2 separate regions of the Mus musculus genome follow, and region 1 is linked to region 2. Evidence: chromatin contacts called from public ChIA-PET data. All regions are on one chromosome and are shown on one strand. The core of a region is the stretch at or near the end of the contact, and the rest is flanking DNA. Distances in the headings are between cores, read along the strand shown.

Evidence for each region. ChIA-PET counts read pairs in DNA pulled down with a chosen protein or histone mark.
Region 1: a contact with region 2 is called in an RNA polymerase II ChIA-PET map of effector CD8 T cells, with 5 times the contacts expected there. The contact joins two enhancer-like sites. A contact is called at or near these places in 4 of 484 Hi-C or Micro-C datasets (CD4 T cells, bone marrow-derived dendritic cells, liver and 1 more) and 6 of 115 datasets of contacts at active chromatin or transcription factors (CD8 T cells, bone marrow-derived macrophages, cardiomyocytes and 3 more).

Annotation. Positions count from the first base shown.
Region 1 is chr6:15,791,248-15,796,205 of GRCm38.p6, reverse strand. All of the region lies in intron 4 of Mdfic (MyoD family inhibitor domain containing), which reads right to left. Among named protein-coding and RNA genes, the nearest start is that of Mdfic, 73 kb to the right of the region's middle. Within about 2 kb of position 2,460, at least 138 of the 459 cell types and tissues checked have an H3K27ac peak or open chromatin away from gene starts, as enhancers often do. A contact at or near this core is called in CD8 T cells, bone marrow-derived macrophages, effector CD8 T cells and 2 more, where this site is marked.
Region 2 is chr6:15,624,026-15,629,460 of GRCm38.p6, reverse strand. No RefSeq gene overlaps it. Among named protein-coding and RNA genes, the nearest start is that of Gm36352, 13 kb to the left of the region's middle. Within about 2 kb of position 2,895, at least 45 of the 459 cell types and tissues checked have an H3K27ac peak or open chromatin away from gene starts, as enhancers often do. A contact at or near this core is called in CD8 T cells, bone marrow-derived macrophages, effector CD8 T cells and 2 more, where this site is marked.

The DNA.
Region 1 (4,958 bases), core at 1,211-3,710, 170 kb before region 2:
TATTCTAACAAAGCAAGAGAGTCCACATCTCTATCAGTCATTGAAACTGTCTCACTTTACCACATGACAAGTCATTGAATTTGACATAGTTCTCCCATACACACACACACATACGGCAGAGGTGTATTTTTGTGTTTGCTAATCCAGATTGTTTTCCTTACTGTGAACTGTTCAAATTTTCTCTTCAGTGAATTGTATTTTCACTGGATTCACACTGTTCCCACGTTTGCACTTTTTCCTCATTGGTTAATATACATGTTTTATAATTCAAACTACAAGCCCATTGTGAAATGAGATAGACCACTCTGTGTATAACATATTTTAGCTAAAAGAAAGCAACAGAACGGAGAGCTGATGGAATCTTTAGACTTCAAGCATTTGAAGTGCTGAGGGCAAATCTCAGAGTAGCGGTAGGTACAGGATTATGTGGTCAAGGCAGTGAAGTGCCTCAGACAAAATGAGAAAACAAAGAAAAAACAGAAGAATTGGAACTATTACTAAGACTTGGCAGAAAAATAAACTAGTTAACTTTCAGTGTTTCTGATTTACTAAAGAGTTGACAGTACAGGTGAACCTTCAAGCTACACTGTGTTGGAGGACCGATAAACAGCCAGTCTCACTGCTGAAACAGATATAAGAGAGTGGACATGCTGAGTTAATGCCTCACTTAAAGGTATTGAATACGCAAATCTAAAATGTAGAAGTCTGTGTCCACATATATGCACAGGAGCAAAGACTTTATGAGAGAAGACCAATGGGAAGACGTGATGAAGACAGACTTCTCAGAAGACGATGCGATGCTCTTTACAGGAAAATTAAAATTCACGAAAGCTCATCATTATCTGAAAGACATGGTTCTACAGGATTTACTAGAGAACTACTGGAATTACGAAAATCAAAACCCTAAACCAAAATACCCCCAAACAACTTTGAATCCCTCTAAAATACAAATGAAGAGAAACAGTCTATTAACAAGTACCTAAAGAAGCCACAAGCCAAAATTGTAATGATTATGAAGACATCTACACAAGTCCGCTCATTCTCTACTTACTCTCCATAGAGAAGCAGAAGAATAGACCCCTACATTCTATCACATCAATTATACAATTGTGTTCTTACCTGCCAAAAGAATTCTTTTTTTTTTTTTTTTGGCTTTTTCTGAGTTGTTTTGTTTTCAGAATTCTGACTCAGCACAATGAAAAGGTTACAGACACTGAGCACAAAGATTTGTTACAGATTCCATGCTTACCGCTGTCTAGAGGAGTCAGAGACCACAAACGACTTTAAGGTGGGGGAGACATGTGAAGCCAAAATGGATTGTAAGTTTTGCATGTCTGTATGGTAGAGCATGCCAGCAAGGACCACACTAAGGAGCTAGAGGCAGGATTTCCAGAGCAGCTTTGGCTTTAGGAGAACAGTGCCCAAACCAACAAACAAAATCAACAGCAAAAGAAGAAGAAAATATCAGGTGAGATAGCACGCATTATTATGCCAAGGAAGGAGCATCCTGAATTTGAAGCCAGGCTAGGCTGTACAGAGAAGCTCTATCTATAGAAAGAAGAGAAGATAGAAGAGAAGAGAAGAGGAGAGGAGAGGAGAGGAGAGGAGAGGAGAGGAGAGGAGAGGAGAGGAGAGGAGAGGAGAGGAGAGGAGAAGAGAAGAGAAGAGAAGAGAAGAGAAGAGAAGAGAAGAGAAGAGAAGAGAAGAGAAGAGAAGAGAAGAGAAGAGAAGAGAAGGAGGGAAAGACAAGACAAGAAAAGAAAAGAAAAAAAAAACAAAATAAAACAAAACAAAACAAAATTAAACAAAAAATCTAAAATAAACAAACCAAATTTGGGAAGAAGAGTAGAGAAACAAAGTTTAAAAAAGATGAGCTCTCTGCCTGTATGTGGTTCACTGTCAAAGAAAAAAATTCCTTTTCCCTAGGTCCTTGAGGTTTTCAGTTTTTATGGGTTTTATTTAGTCATGATTTGTAGTTTTTACCAAAACTGTTTAACCTTTAAGAAGCCAACTGGGTTCTGGGAAGGATGCCTAGCCTAAACTGGGCCAAGCAAGAATTGCGCAATTCAGGGTACTGAGAGGAGGACTCAGCTCAAGACCAACAGCTACTGTAACTTTAGGAAAAACAAAGGAACAGGGCAGCAGGAAAGAGCTTAGAAGAACACATCAAAATAAATCATTAGCAGGACGTTTGACTTTAAAAGCATCATCAAATCAAAGAAAAACATTCTCTTAGGAATTATTGCTGTCACAGTCCCAAGCCAAGGTCGACACTGGTAAGCCTGAGCTGCAGCCCATCTGAGGGGCTTGCAGCCCCAACCCATGCTGAAAGTAACAACCCAAAGGAGAAATAACCCCTTAGCCACTGGGGGAATTGTCTGTGACTGATCTCAGGAACTCTGTTTTGTTGAAAATGAAACTGAAGGTTTTGTCCGGGAGAACAGCCAGTTTATAATGAAAGTATCGCAGACCAGTATGTTGCCAAACTTACTAGGAAATATCGACATCAGCGAGGCAGTTTGATCGAGCCAAGACTTCATCAAGTGCCATCAAGAGACAATTTGAATGATACACTCAAGTCTATGATAGACAAGTCTTTTTCTTTCTTCCTTTCATTTCTTCCTCATGAGATGCAGTACGACAGGTACTCTTAATTTCTTGGAACAAAGATATGCGATACAGGAAGTAGAATACAAGAACAGGCAGAGAGCAGAGAATTCTCAGAATTGCCCACAACCCATTTTTTGAGTGAAGAATGATGTGTGTGCCTCTTATCTTGACTAATCTGGAGTAATGTTTCCTATGACTTAAAGTGCTTGAACACTATTTTCCTTTCTGGGTAACGAGTATGTAAACGAGAGAGTGAGAAGCAAAAAGATCCATTAGCACTTGACGAACCCAGGGAAGCAATGCTGGGTCAGAACTTGCAGAGGGATACACCATTAGTGTTTGAGAACACTGCTTTGAGATCAGTTTTACCATCAGGGTAAAGAGTGCCCAGAGTTACTCACACATCTCTCTGCTGAGGGGTGGTGTACACTGCACTGGGGCAGGGCCTGACAGGGGAGTGCATTTCTGATATTACATCACTGACCCCAGAAACTTCATCCCTGCCTTTGTTGTTTCTTAATAGAGAATGGAAAAGCAGGCCAGAGGTACGTTTGACTTATTCGGAGTCGAAGCTACAATGACTGAATGTGTCTACCCTTTGCAAAAATCCAGCTGGTAGGGCCTGACACAAGTATCTCCCCAGGAGTTCTGCTTTTCAAGTGCATGTAGTGTGCGTGGGTGAGGCATATTTATGAATTCTGCACAGTAGCTCAGCTGCAGGCAAATGCCTGACTCAAGACAGGGGCTGTGCAGCACTCCTGGCCCCCAGCCGTTGACTGACCACCTGTCTGAGAAACAGGCCCAGAGGTCACCGCCTACACAGAGCCTCTGGCACATGGCGGTCCCTAAGGCTCTGGGCCATGGCTAGAAAACAGAGGCAACATTTTCCTAATGGAGGGGAAAGAGAGCTAGGTCAGGAGGTTTTTCAAAAGAAAGTTTGAGAAGAGTTATATTTTCCATGCAGAGCTGACTTTGGGGAAATGAACAATCGTCTTCATTATCATCTTTCTCCTTTACAAATTCAGAAGAGTATTAGAAAAAGAAACACCCTGACCTCCTGCACCCACGAAGGGACACCTCAGTAGCTTCCCTGCCCCATACCCAAGCCCTGGAACCCACATGGTCCAATGGAAAGGTTACTGTACGGCAAAGACAGATAGCCTGACCTGTCGTTCCCCCCACCCCCTCTTTATTCTGTTGCCAGCATTGTACACAGCTAATGCATTCAGTATTCCAAACTGCTAGATTTGATCCAGAACTTGGTCTCAACTACAGCACTAGTCCAAGAACTCTGTTTGAAGGAACTTTTTACAGTCTAGGAAGGCAATGTTTATATCAGAGGAACTATTGTTTCACAGAAGTTTAACACAGAAATCTGAAGAGGCAATGGCATTTCAAGTGTTAGATAGTCTCTATAAATCACTACATTTTCATTTTCTATTTATTGAGTACAGTATATGATGTGCATTTGAGTAAAGGTGAGCTCTCTCTCTCTCTCTCTCTCTCTCTCTCTCTCTCTCTCTCTCTCTCTCTCTCATTTTGGCACAGTGTGCACTGAGGTCAGAGGGCAGCTTACTGGGATCTTTCTCTCCTTTTAGCATGTGGGTTCTGGGAGTTAAACTAAGGTCACCAGGCTCAGAGGCACCCCACCTTTGGGCCTTGAGTCATGTTTCTGCCTCACAGGCACTTGCCTAGAATATTTTACATGTAAAGTTAATTCGATATCTGACTTGAGAGTGGCTAAAATATCAGTGATGATGCAAATTATAGCAAGATATTTAAGATGGCAAATCTGATAGAATGCCACTGTCCCCGGAGACGTGATGAACACTAAACGAATATGGAATTAACAGATGACACTTGCTAAGTACTAGCCGTGTGATGGCTGTGATGATAGTGGTGTGTTGATTGTGGGGGTGGTGGGAGTTGTGGTAGTAGTGCCCGATGGGGTGGGGGAATGATAGCATCAAAATATGGTTCCAGGAGGACTATAACTCTCCTCCTATGTCCAGCCAGGCTCTGTAGTATAGCGATAGCGACTATTCTCCTCAAATTCAGGAAGGCTTGGGAAAAACTGCTCAGATACAAAAGAGGACGAAGCACCAAACGTAACTAATTCTAAGAGACAGACAGTGCAGAAGAATGAAACAGAAACCCAGCCCAAAACAAGTAATCTGTGTCTGGCTATAGCAGAAGCTTTCAAAATAATAGTCTAGTTTTCCATAGTGCAATGATTATCTGTTTTCTTCAGAAGCAAGAAAGCTGGGAGAAAAAAAAAGGTAATATTACATGTTTTTTAAAAAATGTATTTGGTGCTATTTTTAAGTTGATCATTGGTAAAATATGTA
Region 2 (5,435 bases), core at 1,646-4,145:
TATAGGCCTAGGAGTGACGTGTCCATACCTGATTGGTTATGCTACCAGTACCTCATTAATATGTGTCAGGCCAGGCAGTGACTCGGCAAAAAAACTCTTATGCACATGCGCACATTGGTTGTTTACCCATAATCATGGGCTGTGGCCAGTGGTAGCCAGCACCATCTTGTAATGGTGTTTGTGGCTTCCCACACTACCTAGGTACCTGGAGCCCTGAATCACTCCCTGTCCACTCCATGGTTGCTGAGCTAATCCTTGGGAGCACTGGGTGGTTCAGCCAGCTGACATTTATATTTTTTTTCTCATTTTTGATCTTGTTTCAATAGTTCAAATAATGCAATGATTACAGTTATGGTTAATTCTCACTGTCAACTTGACTGGATTCAGAATAACTCAGGAAATACACTTCTGGGTAAGTTGGTAAAAGTGTTTCCAGGAAGATTTAACTGAGGCAGAAAGACATACACTGAATGTGTGCAGGTTATTCAGAAGATGTGGTTCCTGGACAGAACATAAAGGAGAAACCTAACTAAGCTCTTCTATTGCTTGCCACCTCTCATAATTGCAGATGTAGTATAAGTAGCTTTCCTTCGTCTTCTGCTGTTCTCACTTCACCAGGATCAGAAACCGTAAACCAAAATAAAGTTTGAATACCTTAATTTGCCTTTCTTAGATTTTTGCAACAATGATAATAAAAGTAACTAATACAATGGCTAAATTATCAAGTTTATCTCTTACTCCATTTTCAAAGCAGATCTGTTCTACACTAAAGACCAGAACATGAATCTGATCCAACAGCCACTAATCAAATGAAATTCTAAGACCTGTATATAAGTACACCACAATCTACAGTGTTTGGAAAAGTATATAGAACTATTGCTGTGTCAGTTGTGAGGAAACTATAATCAAATCTCCTATGTTTTTTATATACTATTTTTAATAACTCAGTATTACTAACAAATAAGATTGATCTTACAATTAATAACCTTTAAGCCTAAAATGTGCAATGTATCTATCTCTGGGAGAATATAACAAAATTTGTATGGTAACATTTTTCCCAGAAATTTTATTTTTAGCATCCAAATTGGATTGCTCTTTCTCTTCATTCTGCCCTGAAACAATGTGATAGTCACATTTTAAGACCATATATATTAATATACACTTGCAAGATTATAGTGGCAATGTGCTTACGTCTGAAAAGAAAACATACTATTTCTAAAACCTTCACAAATCACAAAATCATATTTGCCCCTATATCCTTAGTTTCGTTTCACTAAATCAACAGACAAGGCTGGAGCCTATAGAGCCCATAGCTGTCCTCACCAATGTGGTAGGGTGGAAGGGCTGAAGCCTTCTGCACATATACAGTGTTTACCAAGGAAATGGGCAGAGCTGATTCATGGTGTATATAAATTTGAACATTCATATATTGTGTTTCCTTATAAAAAAGGGATGGTTTGAGTACATTTCAAATCCAAAACAAATGCTTAATTTTCTATTACAACTGCTCCTATTAAATCAAAACTAATTCACTGCTACACAAGTGTTTAGTGTTGGTTTAAAGAAATAAAGAGCTGTTATACAAGCAGGGTATTATAATTAATCTTTCCCTTAACAAAAGTTAAATTAATAACCATAATTAAAATCATCATATTTTGTCTATGTTACTATACAGAAATGGCCACACATATCCTTTTACTGGCTTCAATGAGATGACTTAAAGGAATCCCTCTATAGCATTAGCCTTCCAAATCCACTTTTATGTGCTTAAAAACTTGAAAAACATCACAATAGAAAGCACTTTTAAAATACATATTACAATGCTCTCAAAATATTGAAAGTCACCATGGAGGCCATTCCCTTCAAGTTCCAGTGCATAAATTATGCACAGTTTTTAAATATCAGAGGAAGGAGTGTCAGTAGATAGCTTCCCAAATACGAGATACTTCTGTAACTAATTATTTTATTTTTTGCATGGGTAGCTATGAATGTTTATGGATTTACTAGGCATTCGTATTCTATTGGCAATAATAGATATATAAAATTCAATATTACCACATTCAGATAAGGTACTAGAGTAATAAGAGGATAATCAACAAGTGTAAATCATTTTTTGAAACAATGTCTGCAATATTCATTTTTTCTTTTTTGTGAACATCAAGAAAATGGAGTTGGAGTTTTCCTACAAGCATCAATACACATCAATATAATTACATTTCTTTCAATTATGATGTTTTCTTTCATCATTATACTTTTTTGAGAATCTCATTCATATAAAAAATATTCCTTTTGTGATTGTCAGATGGCTGAACGGGGAAACACACTTGCTTACAAGATTCATAATCTGAGTTAGACCTTTGTTACACACATGATGGAAGAGTAGAACCAACTCCATTGAATGTTTATTTGGAATAGGCAAATTGTTTGGCTTTGGCATGGTCAAGGGAGCAAACACACAGACAGATACACAGACACACACACATACACATCACCAAACAAATAAGTAAATAAGTGTAATTTTTAATTTATGAAAATATTTTTCATTCCCTAGTGGGTTTTATTCAATATTATGTTTTAACACATCTTGTATTGTAGTTACTCTGTCTATAGCATGTATTTCATATATACCAACCTGTTTAATTCTTGTGTGATTCCTATAAGGTAACTACATACCTTCTCACTTATAACACATGAAACTGGGCACTGAAACACCATAAGTTGGGTGATTATCCCAGTAACGCAGATATAACCAGTATAAAGAGTGGAATACCCAGAGTGAGACTCATCTACCAGACTCAAGATCCCTTGTTTTAATTATTTACCTTCTAACTGTGCCCTCAACTAAGATATATACCTGATGGCTGATAATGATATTTCATATTCATTGATGATCCAACAATTTTAGCAACATTTTTTCTTGAATCTTGAAACCACGGTGTAGAGTAAGTTTTATATAAATGCTCATCTTCAATTTCAAGAGCTAGTCTTCAATTTCTGGCCACTGCTGGGTAGCCAGAGTGCCTGCTGTTTCCTATACAGAACTACTGACTATCGAGCCTGCCTCACTAGTGCAGTTATTATATGTTAGTTCAGCACAAATGAAAAGTGAAACTGGCTAGCCTGTATTCAACACAGCACTGTCAGAACTACAACTGCAAAAGATACACTGTGCTTTTACCCAGAGCTAAAAAAAAAAAAAAAAAAAACCTTGATTATCCTATAAATAGGAAAGTGTAGTAGTATTTTCATTTTATAGAAGGAAAAATTGAGACAAGGTGAAATCTTATTACAGGAAGGTTACTCAGTAAATTGATAGGAAGGTTTCCATCGACCTATAAAGCACTCAGAATGAGAAGCAAAATAACCCTTGGTCCCTGACAGAGGGCTCTGTGAATACCCACAGCTACCAAGCAGGGGCTGATTTTATTTCATAAGTATTATGACTAGGAGTTAAAAGTAGAAAATTCATTGTATGATTTCTGGGTACCTTGAATTCTCTCCCTGCCCAAGTTATCTGATATTTCTAATTTGCTTTCTATTGCAAACAGTGATGCTTATGGCTAATGTTGAGAAGGAGAGTGTGGGAAGGGGAATGTAAAATGATAATGCTTTAACTATTATTAATAATTCACACTTGGGTTAATCCCAAAAGTTAGTGTCTAAAGGGAGAGAACTGAGCCAGCTGGACATCAGCAGGAAGCCAAGGGGAAGTTCCCTCAAAAGAGGTAAAATCCAGGCACTGGCCAGAAGGCAGCTCCCAAGGATCTGAAGGGAAACTTCTCTGTATGGCACCATTAAAGTGTAAGCAGTCGAAATCAAACCCAACTTTTATTCTTTGGGAAACAAGAGTCATAATAATTTTAACTACATAAACTACTATGCTTAATATTGTATTTAGTGCAGGAAGTGCAAGTTCAGTCACACAAAACAAAAATGTTAAATGTTTAAGTTGGGTGCAGGCAAAGCGCAGGCTTCTAAGAAAGTAAAGACTGCTGAGCACCACTACAAGGGGAAGAGAACAAAGCAAGGGGACACTGGTCACTAAAATACTATGTGGCTCCAAAGGGTTTCTATGGCTAAAACAAAATGAGCACCCCAGAGCAAGCTCAGGCTCCTGAGAGACAAAGCTAAGGGATAAAGACTAGGTATGGGTTGGGATTGTCTGTGAGGACTTTTCTTTTTAGTAATTATTTAAGGCAATAAATAAAACAATAAAAATGTGGTACGGACTCTTGCATCTGGAATTCATCATGCAGGAGACAGTTTGCTCTAGTAGAGCAGTGTCCCAGGAATACCATCCATTCAGGGAAACACTGCACATATGACCATTTCGACCACCACATTGCAAATCGTAGATAGCAGGGCAACGTGCTTGACTAAGTTGAAGGACACAAGAGTCACTGAATATAGAGAAAGGGAGAACTGGAACCCAGACCCAATGATCCAAGAAAACCAGCTCAGACACTCCTTCTCACATGGCTCCTAACACTTGCTTTATTTGAGCCATGGAATTACCAAAGTATAAACATGTTCCTTGCAGAGATGTCTAGTCAGTTAGGACAATGGCATGAATTTTCCTGTTATTCCTGTAATAACAACATGTTCGAGATGTTGAAAAGTATGTGAGGAATGGAGGACACACCTCAGAGATTCTTGGTTTAGATTCAGTCTCTTCAGAAATTGTTAAAGAGATGATAAGCCTAGGAGTTTGATGTTTATCTTTTATACCTTGGGCTCCACTGACTAGGTTCTGACCTCTCAGACAAGCAGAATGCACACATGATGTTATTTTAAAGGCTTCTAGATACAGTATTTCAAGATAATGGTTATTTAGGCAATTTACTTGGTATTTGGTAACTAGTCAGTACCATTGAATATCATGATTATAACTGATATAGGCCTATAATAAATAATCCACCAGTTTATTACACAGTTTAACATCTAGAACCACATGCAGATAAGAGATATTTGAGTTAACCATACAGTTTAAACAGACCTCATGAAATTTATTTCAAATGACACTATTAGTTGCATATTCGTCTTGAAATTTTTATTACCTTATAAATTATTTGTTAATATTCTGAGAGCCATAAATATTTGCAAGAAAATTTTCTAAGAATTTATAGTTATGTTAAGACTTAAGCGATTTATGATGAACACCCACAATTTACCGCAGTACTTCCAGTATAGAGCAGTGAGCAATCCAAGGCCTCTCTCTCTGCCTTTCTCATAGAATCAGACTTAAGGCTAACTGCTGACAAGCAGGTAAGTCAAAGTTCAATGGCAAAAACTCAAGGTTCAGAAGGTAGACCAGAAAGCAAGTGGGATGCAGAATGCCTACCAAGGTTCAAAGTGTTTATAGGAACTAAAGTAATCCAGTCATCACAAATTCTAAAGCCTGTAATTTTCATTGGACTGTGTGCTCATATTAAGAC